Regions from separate parts of the Sus scrofa genome. Here region 2 is linked to region 1. A link is a contact called in public HiChIP or PLAC-seq data. All regions are on one chromosome and are shown on one strand. Each heading gives the region's core, a stretch centred on a gene start, on an enhancer-like site or on the middle of the called end of the contact. The rest is flanking DNA. Distances are from core to core; before and after follow the strand shown.

Region 1 (4,421 bases), core at 1,534-4,033:
CCATGCTGCTCTGTGCTAGCGTGACATTCAATCTTGAGTGCCTGGGTCATGAAGAATTTCTTTCAAACCTTCTGGAGACACTCACCTTCAGAGTCAAAAACTTCCACGGGAGCTCCAAAGTTTGTCACTGCTTTCAGTGCTATGAGCCTGTCCTGATTACTGGAGTCTAAATAGCCTGCTGGCTCGATGTCTGCAACCAGCTTTAAAAAAAAAAAAAAAAAAAAAAAAAAATTCAGTTTGCTAAGCCCTAACAGTGCTAGAACGAGAAATTAGTAAGACGGTTTGTGTTTATTAACTGAGTTGTCTTACTTATTGTTATAATTCTGATGCCTATAACAACCTTTAGAATGCCATTTCCAAATCCTGGCAACAGTGTCCACAAATCCACACTTCTCTGTAATGGAATAGTGAGTCTTACACAATCCGCATTTTTTTTTTTTCCTTTTTAATCACTACTCCAAAGATAAAGGCTTCGTTACTGCCTGCCTACACTGTGAAGATTTTGTTGATTATCACAGTGCTGCATGTTTCTGAGGTTCACAGGCAATCTTTCAGTCTACACAGTGGCACTCCTCTACAACAGACCTCAAACACGAGATACTTCCTGGGCCTCCTCCTGGCCCCAAAGCCAGACTGTCAGAATTGCAAGCAAGAAACAAAATCCTAAAAAGAGTGTTTTATTTTTGGAATCACAAGACCCAGAGTTTCCATAACCCCAACGCTGCTTTGTAGGAAGAGATCAATCCTGATAACAAGTAACCAAAAGTTAAGGGTTCTGTTTCAACTGCGGTATGCACTCCGAGCTCAAACAGTCTGATCACCCAATTTCTCTGTGTACATATGAGCTAAAAGTGTGTGGTGCAGAAAATGGTATCAGTGCATACTGACTGCCATTTCAGCCGGGGCCTTACAACTCTACTCTATAAACTTCTTGCCCAGCTTTCCTTCCCATTCTTAAGATTCTTTCTTTTTCTTTTTTTTGCTTTTTAGGGCCCCACCTGCGGCATATGGAGGTTCGCAGGCCAGGGGTCCAATTAGAGCTGTAGCTGCTGCCCTACGTCACAGCCACAGCAACAGAGGGACCCACACCACAGCTTACAGCAATGCTGGATCCTTAACCCACTGAGCACAGCCAGGGATCGAACCTGTGTCCTCATGGATACTAGTTAGATTTGTTTCTCCTGAGTCACGACAGGAACTCATATTTTTCTTTTAAAATAAAAACTTTCAGAGTTCCCTGGTAACCTCAGCAGGTTAAGGATCCAGTGTTGTTACTGCTGTAGTAAGGGTTTGATCCGTGGCCTGAGAACCCCCACATGGGGGGAAAAAAAAAAAAAGCTTTATCATTTACGCTTTTTAGCTTATTCTCTATTTAAATATTTCTTATAAAGAATGAAATACAGCAGTTCTGTTATGGCTCAGCAGGTTAAGGATCTGGCATCGTCACTACTGTGGCTCTGGTTATAGCTGTGGAATGGGTTTGATCCCCGGCCCGTGAAGTTCTGCATGCTATGGGCCAAAAACAATAACAATGAAACAAGAAATAAAGAATAAAATACAATAAAAAAATATAATCACCTCCATTTCTTTTGCTGTGTCAAGTGTCCTAGGCTGGCCTTCCTCTTCAGGTGATGACTATAAGGAGAAAGAAAAACACTTTATTAAAAGATATATACAAGGAAAATAGAAAAATATCAAGAATTTCATGGCAAGATAAAAGGAATAAGAACATGATTAAAATATAATTTTTAAAACAAAAATGAATTAGATATAATTATTTGCATTTTGAGAATACTGTGTGAGGAGTTCCTGTCGTGGTGCAGCAGAAACGAATCCGACTAGGAACCATGAGATTGCGGGTTTGATCCCCCTGGCCTTGCTCAGTGGGTTAAGGATCCGGCGTTGCCATGAGCTGTGGGTCTGGCTTTGCTGTGGCTCTGGCATAGGCTGGAGGCTACAGCTCCGATTGGACCCCTAGCCTGGGAACCTCCATATGCCGAGGATGCAGCCCTAGAAGAGACAAAAGGACAAAAAACGAACTGTGACACAGTGGGTTAAGGATCCAACTGCAGTGGAAGTGAGGGTTTGAACCCCAGCCCAGCTTAGTGAGAGTTAAGGTCAGTGGGTTGAGGATCTGGCGCTGTCATAGCTGTGGCTCGGATTTGATCCCTGGCCCAGGAACTTCCATTTGCTGCAGGTGTGGCAAATATATATATATTTAGTTCTCACTGAACCTCAGGTGCTGACTCAGCTCTGCTGACGGGTAACCAAATGACAGGTACAGTGAGGGCAGAGGACAAGACAAATACAGTCAGAGCCACGAGGAAGAGTTATGACCCAGAGGAGACAGGGTTCATCTAATTACAGTGACAAGGACATTCTGGAGATGAACTCTCCTCCATACCAGAAGGAACATTTTCTGGTTCTAATCTTTGAGCCAAGTCTCTGAATTATCCCAGATAGTTTAAAGTATTAATAAAAGACAGCAGTGAGAAAGCTTTTTACTTTTTCACTTAAGGCTCTGCCACTGCTGTTACTGCATAATAAGGAAAAAGACATTCCCTATCATTTTAGTCGACTCAGTTTCAAGTGAGTAAGACTTCCTTTTTTTGTTAGGGTACATAACATGAGCTGACTTCTTGAGTTATAACCCCCATTTCTGATTCCTACGTTCTCAAGATGAGGCGATAATGACAATCTTCTGGCCTCACAGATCCTAGTGGCCGAGTTACTCGTTTCCGTTCATTGTCCTCCACCCATGGTCTCCACCCGGGCTGGGCTGTCTTTTCAGCGGAATGGAGTCCAGCTGTCACAGTGGTTAATCCCATGGTTTCATAACAGTGATGACTAACACTTGAGAGCCAATGACAAATCACCCTGTTTCTTGAGCAGCATTCTTACCGTCTCGGACTCTTGCAGGGTTCTAGAATGTCCTCCTTTTGTTAAAACATCCAGTAAACTATCTGCCATAACGTATGGATAATCTTGGCATGTGGCCAAAAACTCATGGATGCTGAAAAAAGAGTGTTAGGAAAGTCACTTTCACATAAATCACCTCCACTGGCGTAATCTCCCTGTTACAGCCCGCTGTTTCACCAGACACCCTGGGTTCACACACCACGGTGTGACACCTTCCACCTAGGCACAGCACTACTGACGTATTTACCAGGGATCAGGACGGAATTAAACAATATCAAGAACACGGTGAAAAGGAGATGCTCCTGTGGAAACCTTCAAGGAAAAACAAGACCTCGGTGAGGACGGGGTCCCGGGCTCAGTCAGCAGGGCTCTTTGCTCCTCCCTTCACTGCCTCCCTCAGGCGACTGCAGTCACTCACGACTCTCATGTGTACTGAAACCTCTCAAAGTTACACCTCTGGTTTGGACTGTACTTTTTGGACAGCTCCATGGGGAGCTCTAATGGGCTTCTCAAAACGTCCAAAATTGAGTTGCTCAATCTAAAATCTTCCCCTTGTCAGTAAACAGCAATGTCATCTTTCTAGGCTCTGTCTAAAACCGTGGAGTCCTGGACTTCTCACTCTCATGCCCCATTTCGACCAGTCAAGAGACCCGACTGGCTGACCACTGGCCCTTTCTCAGCACCTCAGCTGCCACCTCCACGGTCCATTTCTCACTTGGATCTTGACAGCAGCTCCCGTTTCCTCCCTTACCACCCGCAATCTGTTTTCCACACCGCAGCCACAGCGATCCTTTTACAATGATAAGCCAGATTCAGTAACTACCCTGCTCAAAATCCACCAATATTTTCCCATTTCACTTAGAATAAGACTCCAAGTCCTTGCAAAGATCTACCTATACTCTTTCTGCCCCTGACCGCTCTTCTTGTTCTTTAAAGGTATAGGGCAGGTTCCCACCTCAGGGCCTTTGCACAGTTATTCCACTGGCCAGAACGCTCTTCTTTTGGAAGACAGCTATGTTTGCTTCTTTAGTTTTTGCTCCAAGTTCACTTAGCAAAGCCTTCCCTGACTATCCTATTTAAAGCTGCACCCCTCTCTCAATCCTAGCCACTATCTTCCTTTGTGTTTTTACTTTTCTTCAAAACCCCTGTCATCATCTGATGACAGCATTGTTCCCCCGTGGAAACCCCCAGCATCTAGAAGAATTGCCTGGAACATAAGGAACATGCAATGCCTATTTGTAGAATGCGTGTATGAATAATCCAGAAGGAACTTGTTCAAGCTGGTGAGAAGAGGTCTAAAGGATACAAATACCTTGATCTTAAACCAGAGTCAGTCTCTGACTTAAGGACCTCTGCCCTGTAAAAACACTGCCACCACCACCACCATACATGTATAAAAGTGAACAATCCCCTCTTTGTCAGAAAGACCAAGAGATTGGCTAATCTATGGAGTAAATTCTTACACATAATGAAGTTAACAAGGTTCCAATGCCAAGAAGGAA
Region 2 (4,681 bases), core at 1,037-3,536, 200 kb before region 1:
GCTCTTGGAATTGGTTGAGCCTCACACTCTCGATACCACCCCGCTTCTCTTCCAACAGTGCATGACTCCTGACCAGCTGATGACGCTCTGCACCGCGGGCATCCAGAGCAGCAATGTCGGGGTTCGAGTAAACATGGTCAGTATTTTGGGAATCACCGGCAGCGTCCTCGCCAAAGAAGATGGCACACTGGACACTCTGAAGGTAAGACAACATGCGTCTACCCCGAACTGTTAAATCACTAGAAATGGGAGTAGGGTAACTATATAAAAATCCAGGTCTGGGATTTTTAAAAACCTCTGTGGACTTTATGAGAAGAAATCATATCAGAATGTGCTTACTCAGGCATGTTATTAAAGTTTTCCCTTTGGCTTGATCTAACTCCATGGGTCAGATAATTGTTTGAAAAGTCAAGTGGAATTTTGCCATTTAACTTTATCCTGGAGATACTTTTTTTTTTTTTTTTTTTTAAGGGCTAGGCCCACAGCATATGGAAGTTCCCCTGCTAAGGGTCCATTCTAGCCTACGCCACCGCCACAGTAATGCTGGATCCAGGCTGCGTCTGCGACCTACACTGCAACTCACCCCAATGCTGAATCCTTAACCCACTGAACAAGGCCGGGGATTGAACCCAAATCGTCATGGATACCAGTCAGGTGCCTTACCACTGAGCCACAGCAGGAACTCCCTGGAGATACTTTTTCAAAAATAAATTGATCTTCAGTTAGAGATCAAGGTTCAGAATTGTTAAAGATGCCTCTGCCTCGAAGTTCCTATTGTGGCACAGTGGAAACGAATCCAACTAGTGACCATGAGGTGGCGGACTTGATTCCTGGCTTTGCTTGGTGGATCAGTAATCCAGCATTGCCATGAGCTGTGGTGTAGGTCGCAGAAGCAGCTCAGATCCCTCATTACTGTGGCTGTGGCATAGGCCTGCAGCTGTAGCCCCAATTTGACCCCTAGCCTGAAGAAAGAAAAAAAAAAAAATGATGCCTCTGCCTTTGCTGTGGTGTAAACTGTGTGTCTGTTATACTCTCCTACTGATGAAGGAACAGTCCAGCCAGTTTTCTCGGCACCCCAGGCTGAAATGCATTCTGCATAGCACCAGACAGTTGGTCCTAAGACCACCCCGTAAACTGTAAGCAGCAACTCTGGTGATGCCAACACACTAGGAACTCACTCAGCATGTTTGCTTCCAGCGCTTCAGCTCAGCACAGTTGCTCAGAAATGCCTCTGCTAGGGATGCAGCAGAGCAACTCACAGGACAGTAAGAGTAAAATTACCCTTCATTGTGCTAATAATAATTGCTCAAGTGTGGATTACTGATTAATGGATAATAAACTGATTAAGGTACTTCTTGCTAAGAAGATAACAATGTGACTGATGTTTTTAAGAAATTTATTTTGAAAAAATGATGCATACACATAGCAAAACATATAGGAAATTAGGAAAGAATCTATGGTGAAAATACACATCTTGGGAGTTCCTGTTGTGGCTCATCGGGTTAAACACCTGACTAGTGTCCATGAGGATATGGGTTCGATCCTGGCCTCACTCAGTGGGTTAAGGATCTGGCATTGTGGTGAGCCATGGTGTAGGCCAGTAGCTGCAGCTCCAGTTTGACCCCATATGCCACAGGTGCAGCTCTAAAAAGTAAAAGAAGAAAGAAAGAAAAGAAAAGCCTTTTTGATGGAGACAGAGGGAAATTTTAATCATTTCCAATATCAGTCTCTCATATATCATTTATGGATCTTAATTCATTTTATGTCGGAATATGAACTCTAAGATTTTAATTTCATCTTGCTTATACTCGGTATTTTTATAAATATGTGTTAAGTCTTGCGTCTTTTAAAAGTTTGAATTTTTCCCTAGCAGTTTTATATAAAACACTATGCCTGAGTTGTTGCCACATTTGGAGCTAGTACTTATTTCTCGGATGCTGACTTGGAATGTCGGACAGTACCTCTGTTTTGTTGTCTCCAGACCATCGGGTGCTTTCTGCTGGAGGTTGCCACCAAGGATCCCTCCCTCGTCGTAGCAGGAGAGGCTTTGGATGCCCTCTTCGATGTCTTTGCAGATGGTAAAGAAGCTGAAAGGGCCTCCGTTCAAATTAGATTGTTAGCTGCTCTGAAAGACTTCCAGCCGGTCTTCAAAATGAAGGTGGGTAGGTTTTGTGGAGAAAGGCTGAGCCTCAGCCTTCTGTGGGAGGAGGGTGTGTGTGCTTCCCTCCGTGCAACCCCAGTGATTCCAATCACACTCCAGCCTCCGTTCCGGGTCCGTGCCTGTGGGCTGAGTCAGCGCTCCGTCGTCCTTTCTGTCGAATCACTGTGACTTGAGCCAAAACGGTGTCGACAGGTTCCCCTTTCTGCGGTGGTTTAGTCATGCTGCGTGTAAGCGCTACAGCCCAACCTGCAAAGCACTTTCATAGTCACGTTCAATTTATTTTATATCATGTAAAGCTTTATATACCGATTTCATTGTTAGGAAGATTTCTCTTTGGTGCTCTGAAAGAAGGGCAGGCTCCAGGTCGGTCTGTAATAGAGAATGGGAGCTACTTTCATTTGCTCTTTTTTTGTTGATTGATGGGTGGATGGCTGGTTTCATCAGAAGCATCAAAGCTGACTTTGAATCAAAAAAATAATTTTGAAAATCTGTTTTGGCCGTTGGGAGAAAGCAACCAGAAAATTGAAAAACCTAGCCTTGCATCCCATGTCCACACATTCACCATTCTCCTCTTATCTAAATCTCCATTTCATTTTAAGAAATAAAAATATTTCTGGGCGTTCCCTTGGTGGCTCAGAGGAACCAAACCTGACTAGCATCCAGGAGGAAGCAGGTTCCATCCCTGGCCTCGCTCAGTGGGTTAAGGATCCAGCGTTGCTGTCAGCTGTGGTATATGGGTCGCAGGCACAGATTGGCTGTGGCATTGCTGTGGCTGTGGCATCGGCCAGCAGCTATAGCTCCGTTTCAACCCCTAGCCTGGGAACGTCCGTATGCCTCGAGTGTGGCCCTTAAAAAAAAACAAATTGTATTTTTGGCTTTTACATTATAGATTTAACCTTTGCTTTTAAATCTTTATCAAGGGAAGAGAGGCATTAATGAAAGATTAGCTTTTTCTGGTGTCGTTTTCCAGTACGTATTTCTTTTCTCTAACAAGCTTCTAAAGCAGAATTTAATTCTTTTCTTTTTTTTGGTCTTTTTAGGGCTGCACCCACTGCATATGGAGGTTCCCAGGCTAGGGGTTGAATCAGAGCTGTAGCCACCAGCCTATGCCACACCCATAGCCACAGCAATTCGGGATCCACGTCACATCTGTGACCTACACCACAGCTCACGGCAATGCCAGATCCTCAACTCACTGAACAACTCCCATTTTTTTTTAACATTTTAATGGTTTAGCATCTTAGATTTAAAAATGTAGTGAGGGAGTTCCCTTCATGGCTCAGCGGTAACGTACTTGACTAGCATCCATGAGGACGAGGGTTTGATCCTTGACTTCACTCAGTGGGTTAAGTTTCCGGTATTGCCGTGAGCTGTGGTGTAGGTCACACACCTGGCTTGGATCCCCCCATTTCTGTGGCTGTGGCTGTGGCCATGGCCAGCGGCTGCAGCTCTGATTCAACCCCTAGCCCAGGAACTTCCATATGCTGCAGGGATGGCCCTAAAAATAAGAAAGAAAAAAAAATGTAGTGATACTTATATGTGGAATCGAAAATATGGACCTATCTACAGAACAGAAACTGACTCACACAACAGATTTTTGGTTCCAAGGGGGAGGGAGGAGGGAATGGGACGGATGGGGAGTTTGGGGTTACTAAATACACACTATTACATTTAGAATCGATAAGCAATGAGGTCCCACTGTACGGCACAGGGAACTCTATCCAGTCTCCTGGGATAGAACATGATGGAAAATAGAATGTATTTTAAAAAAAGCCATTGGACCCAAATGTGAAATTCTTCAGTAATTAGAAATAACAGCCAAAGAACTTAAAGGAAATTGTGGAAAAAGCAAAGGAAAAAAAAAAAGCTAAAAAATGAAGCGATAGTGTCTGACACACATTTACTGACTTAAGCTTCACCACCAGGTGACTTTAGTCTTCAGGGGGAAAAATTGACCAGTTTATGATTGTTTATGATTGTTTAAGGCTGTAGTTTTGTTTGACTGGGGTTTTGCAGTTTGGTTTTGTTTCATATTTAATTGATGTATAACATCGTGTTAGTTTTAGGTGTACAACATAATGGTTTGATACATGTATATATTGCAAAATGATTACAGCAATGAGCTTAGTTACAAATTTTTTTTTTTTTTTGTAATGGAAACTTTTAAGACCTACTCTCTTAATAACTTTCAAATATATAACACAGTGTTATTAGCTACAGCCACCTTGTGATACATTATATCCCCAGGACCCATTTCTTTTATATGGTTGATCCTTGAGCAACATGGGTTTGAACTGTCCAGATCCGTTTAACTATGTGGATTTTCTTCAATGGTGCATACTACAGTACTGCATGATCCACAGTTGGTAGAATCTGTGGCCAGTAGTAAGCTTATACTTGGATTTTTTTTTTTTCTTCCACTTTTAGGGCCACACCCACAGCATATAGAGGTTCCCAGGCTAGGGATTGAATGGGAGCTAGAACTGCCCACCTACACCAGATCTAAGCCGCATCTTCGAC

What was found. HiChIP or PLAC-seq counts read pairs in DNA pulled down with a chosen protein or histone mark.
Region 2: a contact with region 1 is called in an H3K27ac HiChIP or PLAC-seq map of alveolar macrophages. The contact joins two enhancer-like sites. A contact is called at or near these places in 1 of 47 Hi-C or Micro-C datasets (embryonic fibroblasts) and 1 of 2 datasets of contacts at active chromatin or transcription factors (alveolar macrophages).

What each region holds. Positions count from the first base shown.
Region 1 is chr6:34,513,758-34,518,178 of Sscrofa11.1, reverse strand. It overlaps BRD7 (bromodomain-containing protein 7), which reads right to left. Exons shown (of 16, transcript XM_021094214.1): 11 at 2,902-3,013; 12 at 1,579-1,635; 13 at 86-200. Among named protein-coding and RNA genes, the nearest start is that of BRD7, 38 kb to the right of the region's middle. Within about 2 kb of position 2,783, at least 21 of the 83 cell types and tissues checked have an H3K27ac peak or open chromatin away from gene starts, as enhancers often do. A contact at or near this core is called in alveolar macrophages and embryonic fibroblasts, where this site is marked.
Region 2 is chr6:34,711,811-34,716,491 of Sscrofa11.1, reverse strand. HEATR3 (HEAT repeat-containing protein 3) reads left to right here. Exons shown (of 15, transcript XM_021094219.1): 13 at 59-202; 14 at 1,982-2,158. Among named protein-coding and RNA genes, the nearest start is that of PAPD5, 45 kb to the right of the region's middle. Within about 2 kb of position 2,286, at least 13 of the 83 cell types and tissues checked have an H3K27ac peak or open chromatin away from gene starts, as enhancers often do. A contact at or near this core is called in alveolar macrophages and embryonic fibroblasts, where this site is marked.